Regions from separate parts of the Sus scrofa genome. Here all the other regions are linked to region 3. Evidence: chromatin contacts called from public HiChIP or PLAC-seq data. All regions are on one chromosome and are shown on one strand. Each heading gives the region's core, a stretch centred on a gene start, on an enhancer-like site or on the middle of the called end of the contact. The rest is flanking DNA. Distances are from core to core; before and after follow the strand shown. Region 1 overlaps LOC110255481 (a long non-coding RNA gene). Region 2 has its middle 170 kb from the start of AGR2. Region 3 holds the start of AHR (aryl hydrocarbon receptor).

Region 1 (3,630 bases), core at 446-2,945, 330 kb before region 3:
TGGGAACCTCCCATATGCCTCGGGAGTGGCCCAAGAAGTGGCAAAAAGACAATAAAATAAAATAAAATATTTATGTAATAATTCTTAACGTATCATTCTTCCTTTCCTTACATCACAAGAATATCATGGAGGCTTTAGGAAACATGTCTACAAAAAAACTGTACATTGTAGCAAAATGAGGGCTTTAGGGTGGAAATCTCCAGGTGGAAAAAATGGGATCAGTAGACTAGCTGATATATTTGACCGTGTGGAGGATTATTTTGAGAGGCTGTTTGAAAGTGAGGGTATAGCTACAGTGACATAGAAATGAAGCTAAATAAATAATAAAAATTGGAGAAATGTTACTTTCTAGAAAAATAAAAGTGGTACATTAAGGAAGGACTCACCTTCTTTAATGTATTCACCACTTGGTTTAGCAGCAGTTTATACACTCACAGTAATTTAAAGAAAAATAACAGAGGTGGAAGGAGGTAAGGATAGTAGTTATCTTTCAAAATAAGAACTGAATATATTATACTTAAAATTGATAAATCTAATACCATCATAAGCACAGTTTTTAGAAACACAGAGATAAATACTTGAAAAACAAAAAGCAATAAAAGCACTTGGTTTGGATATTGAGATGAGTTAGAAGTGTAAGGCAAGGGGCAGCAGTTTTTTAATATGCTTTTTTAGACTCTTATAATAGGTCTTTAAAAAAAAAAAACATGTTTCACACAATATCCTATGTTTCTGGGTCAAGTTTTACAGAAAAATCCAGATTTGAAAGTATTGGAATCCAACTCAAGCCTGTGCTGGTCCTGAGAACTGAGGTTACTTTGCAAATGGACTTGTGTCCTTGCCTGCCCTTCCCCTGCCCCCACCCCACCCCTCCCTCTGCATTGGGATTTCTAGTTCTCCCTTTGGTGAATCTCTGTGTTACTGTTTGTTGAGAATGTTTATTCAAAGTTCAACAATTCCATTCAGTTTTTCTCCAATTTCTGTTTCTTATTTTATTTTTATTTTTTATTTTTTGCTTTTTAGGGCCACAGTTGTGGCATATGGAAGTTTCCAGGCTAGGGATTGAAGGGAGATACAGCTGCCAGCATACACCACAGCCACAGCAACATGGCATCCAGGCTGTGTCTGTGACCCACACCACAGCTCATGGCAATGCCAGATCCTTAACCCACTGAGCAAGGCCAGGGATCGAACCTGTATCCTCATGGATTCTAGTCAGGTTCATTAACCACTAAGCCACGAAGGGAACTCCTTTTTTTTCTTTTAATTCAAGTATAATTTTTAAAGAAAATATTTAAAAAATTACACATCGAGTGTGATCCTAATAATACAACATTTTCTTTTTCTCTCTGCCTGTCTCTAAAGCTACCAGAAGTGTCTGGATTGTGTTCAGTAAAGATAGTATAGGCTAATCTGGGAAGCAGGATATGGTTGATTTATTGCCTTCTTTCTATGTGACTTTTTATATTGCTTGACCTCATTTAAACAGAAAACTATTATTTTTGTAAAAAAACAATATGAAAACTTGAAAATAATTTCATCCAATTACCAACTCATTTTGAAACTCTTTGATAACTGAAATGGCATTTTTTTTCCCCCTCTTTACCACTCTGAGTAACTAGTTGCGAGGACTAGGTCCTTATCAAGGTAAACCTTGTGCTTCTCTCCAGGTGTATTTGTATGTACGTAAGCTTTCTGAAGTCAGATACTGTGTGTGTGTGTGTGTGTGTGTGTGTGTGTGTGTGTGTGTGTGTGTGTGTGTGTGTGTGTGTGCTGTGTTCAAAGCTATATCCCTAGTGCCCAGAGCAGTGCCAGGTGCATGGTAGGCCTTAAAAAAATTCTATGAAAGACTAATTGACAAAGAACTTGGGGCACATTTTATAAGATCTAGTATGTTAGCAAAAAGTGTTTATAAGAAGTACAAATTAGGAGTTTGGGATTAACATATATACACTACTATGTGTAAAATAGATAACTGACAAGGATCTACTGTGTAGCACAGGGAATTCTACTCAATATTCTATAATAACCTTTACAGGAAAAGACTCTGAAAAAGAATGGATATATGTATAACTGATTCACTTTGCTGTACACCTGAAATTAACGCAACATTGTGAGTCAACTCTACTCCAATTTTTAAAAAGTACACACGTTACCAGGTATTCATCATGCCCTTTTGAATATTCTCATAATGCCTATTTTTTTTTTTCCTCTAAGATCAGTTTCATAACGCAGCTATCAGTCCCAGAGAACTGGAAGTTTTGGTTGCATAACTGTCCTTAGTTGTTCCTCAATTCAGCATCACTGCTGACCAGTGTAAGATGGGTGTGACGTGCACTGCCTTTTCAAAAGAGCCGTGTTGGGAAGCACTGACTCATAGTGTAGTGAGAAATGGAAATGACGACCCAGATAAAGAATGTCTAAGCCATTGACGAACCTAACAGAGCTGTGGAGGGTGGCATGGGTGTCCTCACATGCCCACTGCCCCGATTGAGCTGCTTGAGCTGAGACATAGAGTCATGCCTAGGGCCTGGCTCTGACTTTGCAGGGTCCCTGCTGCCTGCTCCCTCCTTCCTCTTATTCCTGAGGCTCTCGGGACTCAGTCAGCTTCCCTTTTCTGTGTAAACCTACTCCTGGCTGTGGGTTAAGAAGAACCCTGCTTCCTCCCCCACCCACAGTGTTCTCCTTGTCTCTTTGCTCCTGTAGCATTTTGGATACAAGAAACGGTGCTAGTTCACAGCTTGCATTCCAGGTTTGAAACACTTGGGTTTGAACCCTTTGCCCTCTTATGGGCTTTGATAAGGCACTCAGCACCTCTAGAGCCTGTCTTTGCTCATCTGTAATAGTACCTGCCTACAGTATTATTGTGAGGGACTAAATAAAAATATTGAGGTAAAGCACTTAGCACAGTAGTCACTTTTTTCTAAGCAACTTGAGCATAAAGGTTGCTCAATAAATCTTTGATTAATGAGTAATTGCATATAAGTAGGTGTACATATTATAATATCATCTATAGCTATGTATAATATAGAATGAGGTAAAAATGGTGTTTTGAAACTCTAATTTGCTTATGACTGTGGATAACATTATTAGAATAATTATGTATAGCATTATTAAAACTCTGGGTTAATTACATTGGAGATTTTTCCTCACTATAATTGGAATTACCAAGTTTAATTATTCTTGGCTTCAAGAAACTTAAGTCTTCAGGACAGTAACAAATCACCAAGAAAGGAGACTGGGCGCTAGAAATGTAATTCTCTGGGCCAGTTTTGGATTAAGCTGAAGGGAGAGGATGGAGAAGATTTGAGACCGCTTGATCCCTTGGCGGCGGGAAGGTGCTGTGGGTCACTCCTTGCTGAAACCTCTCTTTCATGATGCCCAACTTCTCCCAGGGACAGATTTTTCACAGTAGGCAACCTGCTGGGTGAATACACTCACACACACTGAAAGTCAAGAAGGTAGGGTGGAAGAACCAACTTCTGGGGGAGGAAAAGTTGGCTACTGAAATTATGGGTTTTAACTGATGCTGTATTCAAGTGGATGTGTCCAGAAGACTTAGGAGATAAAAATGTTATGAAGGAGGAGATGTGGCTGACAACACTGAATGCTATGAGATATCACGGAGCC
Region 2 (4,152 bases), core at 405-2,904, 290 kb after region 3:
AAGTCTCCAAATCCATCATCTTTCTTTCCTGACTTCACATTCATTTTCTTTTCATCTACATGTCCCTTACTCTTTCTGATTCTGAGGCAGGAGAAAGACAGGCCCCTGGGCTGAGAATAGCTGGGACTTGTCAGGCTGAGTAAATTGGGCCTTGCTTCTCTTTAAAGAAAATTATGGCAGGAGCTGAGCTCTGCTGGGATTGAAAGATAAGATGACCATTTCCATTAAGTGGGGTCAAGAAGAACTCCCCAATTACACATGTGCAGAACCTCATAGGGCTCAAAAAGGGAGGGGGCACCAGGCCATAAGAAGTCCCAATAACATCCTAGAACACTTTGCTCTGGAATCCATCTTGACAAAAAGATGTGCTTGCATATAGGAGAGGGTCTTCAGTCTGGTCAGGTATGAAGGATAAGGCAAGATAATTGGCTAAAGGGAAAAAAAGGACCCAGAAGAACTGTCCTATATAAGTGATTTAAGTCATCTTTCTGGCACAATCCTCATTCAGGGGAATGCCCACACCTGTGCTCCTTTGGGTGTGTATTACTGCTTTGCTTCTGCCTTAGATAAAGAGATTATTTCTCCATATTTCTGTGCTCTCCCACATGTTGTACTGTGTTTCTAACAATACACCTTTGTCTGTTTTTACAGTTTTTGCTTTAAACAGAGAGCAAGAATGGGGGAAATTCTGCTTTTTAGCCTCTAGCTAGTCTAGTGGCTAGGATTTCTGGTTTTCACTCAGGCTTCCCAGGTTCAATTCCTAAGCAGAAAATTAAGATCTCGCTTCAAGCCATCACTCAGTGCTGCCTCCCTGAAATCAATTCCACCAAAATTTTCCTCAAAACATATACTCTGAAAGAGATCTGAAATATATTCACACCAGCATCAAATAACTGGTGCCAGCTAAACACTCCTACCAGAAATGTTGGAATTTCAAAAGTGACCTTTTGCCAAAGGAATGAAGACTAAAAGTAAAATCTCAGGTATTCTAACCAGGATATTAGCCTCTAGGTGGGATGTTTAAGGGACAATTTCTGCTTGTGAGGAACACTGATAAAATACCTTTATGACATACAAAAATCAGACCACTCCGTTTCACCAGCTACCTGTCCTGTTTGTGCCTGAAGCCAACAGTCCAGTATATGGTGGTTATTCATCACCAATAAAATCTCTTTTTTTGGAGAAATTCTGCATTTTAATTAACTCCAGAAGCAGAGACAACCTTATTTGTCCCTTTAAAAGTGGAGGCCAGCAAAGGCCAGAAAGGCACTTGTGTTACAGTCATCCTCACCCCCACAAAGCCACAGGAGGAAAAGAAAGGCCTCTCCATCAGCCAACTGGTGCAGGGAGAAATCAAAGGAAAACAAACCCCGATTCAGCATCTGCCTGGAAGCCACTGGCATCTCTATCCCAGGGGCGAACAAATGAGTTTTGTACACACCTGTGAAGGAGCCCTTTGAAGCACTGGCATCCTGATTGGCAGCTTTTCTTATCTGCCCATCTCAGAGCCTGGGAAATGGGAAACACACACAGGGGAAGGACCTGGAAAGGTAGGCGGCACTGGACTGGCTCCCAGCCCACTGGGTAAACAGGCTCGCTGCCTTCTCACACACATAGCCTTTCAACAAGGCAAAGGGAGTGCCCATCTTTTCTGGGAATAAAGATGAGGAAATGACCCTCAGCTGTCCCCACACAACAAAACCACCAACCACTATGATATAGCCAGAGTCTCCCATGCAAGGTAGACCAGATGGGATTTCTCTCCCGGACCAGAAGTGTATGTTCCTTTTCAAGACTGTTTACACTGCTGGGCTCACCAGCACTCTGGGGACTGGGACATTTTAATGATATCCATGGTCTTAACTTTCTACAAAGAATACACAGTCACAAGCTTTCCTTCAGGACAAGAGCAGCTGTACTTTTCTGAATGCTCTTCTTAATTGAATTATATTGATGAAGGCTCTATGGCCTTTTGTTTTGAGTCTGGGATTATGAGTTTGAAAGTCTGAGGTCCAGTTTTAGTTTCATACCTAACTTCTTGTGTGGGCCTTCACAAGCAATTATATCCCATCTTATTTTTCTGAACTATTAAAGGGGCTATACTGAAGTTTGTGAGGAAGAGAGAAGACCAGGATATAACCAGTTTGAAATACTTTCACTTGATTCCAAGACAACAGAGTATTTATCAAACATCCACTCTCAAATTTGCAGTGGACAAAGAGAGGGAAAACATAAAAAAAGAAAAATATAGGGCCTCTGCATTCAAGCAAATTAGAAAGTAAATAGTAAGACAAAAGTTAAGTACTTAATATCTACACAAGAATTAGCAAGGCAGTATCCACAGCAACTCAGAATCTGAGCCATGTCTGTGAACTACACCACAGCTCACGCCAAAACCGGATCCTTAACCCGCTGAGCAAGGCCAGGGGTCGAACCCACATCCTCATGGATACTAATCAGATTCATTAACCTCTGAGCCATGACAGGAACTCCCAGTTTAAAAAAAAAAAAATCTTTCAGACATAAGTATGTAATATCTTTATCATGGTTAACATCAAGGTTAACCAAAATATGATCTGATTCTCCTTTGTAATTCAAACTTAGTAGATTAAAAACAAATGCTCCTTAAGAGATAATTTGCTGAATTACCAGGGAGTTTATGGGAGGACTGCCACATGATAAGTGACTTTTTAGGATAGTGAGCTGTGTATCTGGTCCCCAGACCCATCACTTCACCCAGAAGTATTTTTTACCTACTGTTTCTTCCTGTTTCTTTACCATTTGGCAGCCTAAGCTAAAGGCTATAAAAACTAAACCTGAGCATTTACATTTCATCCAGTAACAAAAGTCATTGAAAGTAACTTTATATGAAAGATATTGCAACAATGTATTGTTCTTCCCATTTTCTTGTAACTTTGCTAGAAACCAACCCACAGCCTCACTTTGGCTGTGGCTTGTGAGAAATCCTTCTCTTTTAAAATCGTTAGTAGTTTGCCATGTGTGCAGTGTTCCCATTCTTGTTTTCTCTGTCATTCAGGTTTTCATTTTTACCATATTAAACTTACACACAAGCAAACACGCAGGCGTATTTACTTGACACAAATAAGTTTAATGTATATTAGAAGAGATTCCTGTGGAAGTCAAATATTATTTAAAAGCATAAAATATATTCAGCTTTATGACTGAATGTATTGCCTCAATTTCTATTTTGATTTATACTATCCTAATTTCTTCTAGATCTGCATTATGTGAACCAGGACTTATTTTTAAGACTGAATAAAGGAGTTCCCATCGTGGTGGAGCAGAAGTGAATCCGACTAGGAACAATGAGGTTGGGAGTTCAATCCCTGGTCTTGCTCAGAGGGTTAAGGATCTGGCATTGCTGTGAGCAGACATGGCTTGTATCTGGCATGGCTATGGTGAAGGCCAACGACTACAGCTCCAATTCGACCCCCAGCCTGGGAACCTCCATATGACTCTGGTGTAGCCACCCCCCATCCAAAAAAAAAAAGACTGAACAAATCAAAATATAAGCCTAAAATAAAGTGGCCTGCATTTACATTCACAGATCTGCTAATGATTATGTATCCCAAAGGTGACTCCACCATATGCCCCAGAGATGCAGCTATAAAATAGAGAGCGAGAGAGACCTCATCAAACAGGGTATATAAGTTCCTCCTGAAAATTAGATTTTATTTATGAGAAGTCCAATTCAAAACTAGAATTATTCATCAAAGTGATCAATCTGTGGCTAATTAATTTGAGACACCTGTATACCATTAAGGAAACTTGCCAATTCCCATTTGACATCCATCTGGACAATGACCTCCCCTATCGCTGAATATGGTAAACCAGCTCCTCAGCATAAAAGATAAGTATTTGGAATCATGAGCAATTTTTAATGGCGAGAATAATAAAGAAGTTTTTCTAACTTAAGATCGATGGGGCTGTCTCCAGCCAAGATGAAGTAACAGGAAATAGATTTATCTCCCCCATAAAGCAACTGAAAAAAAAATCAACAAAATATATGAAACAGTGATTTCCAGACATTGGTCATCAGAGAGCACTCTTGTGATTGCCCAGCTTCCTACCTGGAGGGAGTTTATAGGCCAGAGCTCAGGGAGCTGGAACTCAAGTGAGTCTGAGAGAGTC
Region 3 (3,941 bases), core at 1,001-3,500:
ATTGGATTTACGGCTCCCTTCTTAAATTGAACTTTGATTAAGTGCATTTTAAGTTAACCATTTTTCACTAAAGTAAAAACTATATAAACAATTTCATGTGATTCTGTAAATGTTAGCACTAGGCTTTTCTTATGGAGCAATGTAGTGAAATTTTAATGCATTTATATGATTAGAGGCAATGCATGATGCTCAAAAAAGATCTGATAAACATTTACACTAAAATAAAACAAGGGTGAATGTGGAAATGCTTCGCTTGTACTATATTACATAAGATTATTAAATGCAAATGTACTGAAGTCTTAGAAAATATATTAAAATGTTAAGATAAAATAATAAAAGGTGCATCTTACATATATGAAAGAAAATGTACAGTAATATGCTTAAAGGGAAATTCTTCAATACGATGTTAATGAAAAGTCAAAAAATGTTAAAATTGACAATGAAAACAAAATTAAAACACTTGGTTGTTGTTTTTTTAAAAAGTCATCTGGATCCTTTTGTAACACTGGTTGAAATGCAATAACTTAAAAATCCATCAGGGAGATATTCAGGTTTTCTGTTCATGTATGTAAAACCCATGACATTTCTATTATATATTATGCCAAGTGTACTACTATATTAATAAATACATAGATGAAGTGTTTGTGGTGCCTCTCAATTTTAAATAACCATCAAGGACAATTTGTCTAACTCAAATTAGACAAATTTTTACATAAGAAACCACTCTATAAAGGGCAAGTACTGTAAACCAATGTCAACAGAACTAAGATAGAAAACTGCTGACTCAGCAGTAATCCTAATGTCAGCCACATGTAGAATAAGACTTCCAAATTTTAATCAGTCTATTTATAGATAAATATCCTTTGTTAATGCCAAGTCTATATCTGAAGGACTATAATCACTGAGATTCTAAAAGGAAATTAAAACTCCAGAATAATGAAACTTTTAAATTGGTCTTGAATACTAAACATAATCTATTATTTTTCTGGTTTGGACTAGTGACCTAAATTAAGTTTTAAGCCAAATGCACACTTCTGATTTGTTTTGAGTAAACGTTTAATGAGTGTGTTCTTAAAATTGTCTCTGAAATTTTGAAAAATGTGAAGTAAAATAACTCAGGGATAATAATGAGAAATAAACACATGAATACTGCCAACTCACAAAAGTAAATCTGTCTCGAGCACAGATTTTTCTTTTTCCTGACAACAATTACTTTAAAGAATTTGCCATCTCACACAAATATACCACCAAAACAAACAAAAAGTCCAAGTTTGTAATCTATCAGAATTGACAAAACTTGGAAGTGGAGGGGAAAGGGAATTACAGAAAGATGCTAAGAATGAAAACGTCTGTTTCAACGATTCCAGCTTCAAATCTTTTACTTTACAGACCCTAAAACCACCTCCAAAGTTATAAGAAAGCTCCCCCAAAAGGTGGCTGAAAATACAAATCCGCTCCTGTATCCTGTCTACTACTCTCTCAAACCTGCTACCATCTCTACACATTTTACCGATATGTTCACGCTGAGCAATACAAATTTACTGCCAAATAAGTAAATAAGAGTGCAACAGAAAGCCCGCTGCACTGGACCAAAAAATACCTTCAGAGGCACTCGGCCCCCTTCTTGCAGAAAGCACGTGTTTAGCTCTTTAAAGCATCTCGCCCTACCAGGAGTGAGAATGGTGACCGTCCTCTAACCTAAGCGAGGAGGATATTAAATGTGAAAGGGGATTTCAAGACAAGCTTAGGTTAACTAATCCACCAACCCCACAAGGCAGACCAGAGCTGTCAACATAATAGAACCACAGCACAGTGAACAGTGCAGCAAACGAGTGGGGTGTGAGAGGGTGGGTGTGCGCTGGAGAGCGGTACAATTTTTTGAATGCAATAATTAAACACGGAAAAATCCAAAGCCCGGGTCTTTCGACCCGCCTCCAAATCTCGATTCCACCGACTGCGCCTAGAAGGGACCTAATCCCCTGACCGCGGGGATTTGGGGGCGGGGTGGGGCCGCCTCCCACACCCGCGCACCAGAGCGCCCACCCCGCCTCGAGATTGCACTCCGGACACTCACGTTTTCTGCACGGGCTTCCGCCGCTTGCGACTGGCGTAGGTGATGTTGGCGCTGCTGCTGTTCATGGTGCCTGGCTGGCGGCGGCTCCTCCCCGAGCGCAGACAGCCCGGTCTTCGAGACCCGGCGGCGACCCGGACGGCGGCAGCGGCCGGGGCCCGGTTGCACACAGCCGCGCCCGCTCCACCTGCGCGCTCCCTGGGCGGTGGCAAAGACGCCGCACCCGGCCTGAGCCTTGGGTCTCGCAGCTCCGCGCGTCCAGGTGCGCCGCCGGGGCCTGGCGCCGGGGGGCGAGGGGCGGAGACCGGTGACCCAGGCGGCGCAGGTGCCGTCTATACCAGCGGAGGGGGCGCGGCGCTGCCCGCAGGTGAGGCGGCCTGAATGGAGGAGGAGCCTCTGCTGCCTGTTTGGAATCCCGGCCTGGGTCGCGCGCTGTGGCGCCGCGCCCCGTGACCGTCGCTGCGGCCCCTTGGGTCAGGGAGGCGCCGCCGCGCTGCTCCCGGGGCTTCCCCGATCCTGGGTGCTTCCCGCCTGGGAGCTTGGGCTCCGGCCTCCGCTCCCGGTACCACCAGCTTCCGCTTGGCTACGCGGCTGCCTCTTGTCCGAGCCGGTGGTCGCGGACACGCTCTCGGCACCTAGCGTCGAGTGGCCTCGCCTTGCGCTGCCTCCCGCCGCTGCTCGCACCGGCTGAATAGCAGAAGAGCCCCCGACCCCTCTCCAGCCCCGCCCAGCTCCTCATAGCCCCGCCCCGTCCTACTTGGCCCCGCCCTCATTACATTCTCTTAGTAACCACCTTCCCGACACGTGATGACGTAAGACGTAATGACACCCCCCAGTAGCCATCTTATTGAGGTCAAGGTAAGGGCTATGTGGACACACTTCCAACCCAGAAAGATACTCAGAAAGATACTTGACAACAAATTACTTGTAGCCAAACTGTTTGTAACTAGACAATCTCAAGGACAGATGTGCTAAATAGTGAACTTAACCTTACCTATAAAAGAGACAGTAACTCAATTTTTGGCTAAGAATTACTGTCAGCTGGCAGATAACCAGTGGAACTATAAATATTCCTAGAGAAAGCTTCAGGAGGCCACATCTGAGTTCAACCTGAAGGCAAGGCGTTTTCTTGTCTTCTTGTTTTGGTTTGTTTTTTGTCTCCACAATAAACAGTATAATATCTTTTGCCCAGCCAGAATAACTTTGTTACTCTATACTGAGATTTCAATAAGGTGGAAAGGAAGAAGAGCTGCAGGAGACATTTAAGGATAAGTAGTCTGGTATGGTTGGAGAGAAAACTGGAAATGAGATTCAAGAATTCTAGGATCAAATCATAAAGTCTTGGTCAAGAGTCCAGGTTTTATTCTGTAGTCAATGGAAGCCTTTTAAAGATGCATAGCAGAAAAGCAACATTCCGGTGTCTCACAAAAGTCACTCTGGAAGGAAAGTGCAAACTGGATTACAGGAGAGAAAGATTGGATGCAGGGAGAGTAGTAAGGGAGTTGAAATAGTCCAGGTAAAATCCAGGGAAGTGACAATGGGATGGAGAAAAGGAAGAAAAGATGGACAATAAGGAAATACATGGAGAGAGAGAGCGATCATAAATGACCCCAAGATTTCTGACTCCTTCTGCGCTGTTAACCAGAGTAGGGAGCACAGTGAGAGGAGTACATTTGCTTGTCAGGAGCAGAAAGGCATCCAGACTGGGACATCCAGATGACATCTCACACCATATCCATTCCTACATTTTCAAACGTCATCAAGCCATTTCCACCTGGTGAGTTTTACCTCAGATTCACAATGTTGATAAATTGAACTCATTGTTTTCTTTAGCTGAAAATTTTCTCTAATCCACCTATGAAACATCTTC

What was found. HiChIP or PLAC-seq counts read pairs in DNA pulled down with a chosen protein or histone mark.
Region 1: an H3K27ac HiChIP or PLAC-seq map of alveolar macrophages shows a contact between it and region 3. The contact joins the enhancer-like site here to the promoter of AHR in region 3. A contact is called at or near these places in 3 of 5 promoter capture datasets (fetal liver and liver), 11 of 47 Hi-C or Micro-C datasets (adipocytes, alveolar macrophages, embryonic fibroblasts and 5 more) and 2 of 2 datasets of contacts at active chromatin or transcription factors (alveolar macrophages and skeletal muscle).
Region 2: an H3K27ac HiChIP or PLAC-seq map of alveolar macrophages shows a contact between it and region 3, with 4 times the contacts expected there. The contact joins the enhancer-like site here to the promoter of AHR in region 3. A contact is called at or near these places in 1 of 5 promoter capture datasets (liver), 8 of 47 Hi-C or Micro-C datasets (embryonic fibroblasts, fetal skeletal muscle, heart right ventricle and 3 more) and 2 of 2 datasets of contacts at active chromatin or transcription factors (alveolar macrophages and skeletal muscle).

The regions. Positions count from the first base shown.
Region 1 is chr9:86,837,571-86,841,200 of Sscrofa11.1, reverse strand. All of the region lies in intron 1 of LOC110255481 (a long non-coding RNA gene), which reads left to right. Among named protein-coding and RNA genes, the nearest start is that of SNX13, 250 kb to the left of the region's middle. Within about 2 kb of position 1,695, at least 18 of the 83 cell types and tissues checked have an H3K27ac peak or open chromatin away from gene starts, as enhancers often do. A contact at or near this core is called in alveolar macrophages, embryonic fibroblasts, omental adipose tissue and 1 more, where this site is marked.
Region 2 is chr9:86,220,268-86,224,419 of Sscrofa11.1, reverse strand. No RefSeq gene overlaps it. Among named protein-coding and RNA genes, the nearest start is that of AGR2, 170 kb to the right of the region's middle. Within about 2 kb of position 1,654, at least 7 of the 83 cell types and tissues checked have an H3K27ac peak or open chromatin away from gene starts, as enhancers often do. A contact at or near this core is called in alveolar macrophages, where this site is marked.
Region 3 is chr9:86,510,175-86,514,115 of Sscrofa11.1, reverse strand. AHR (aryl hydrocarbon receptor) reads right to left here and starts at 2,250. Exons shown (of 11, transcript NM_001303026.1): 1 at 2,075-2,250. The coding sequence starts at 2,139.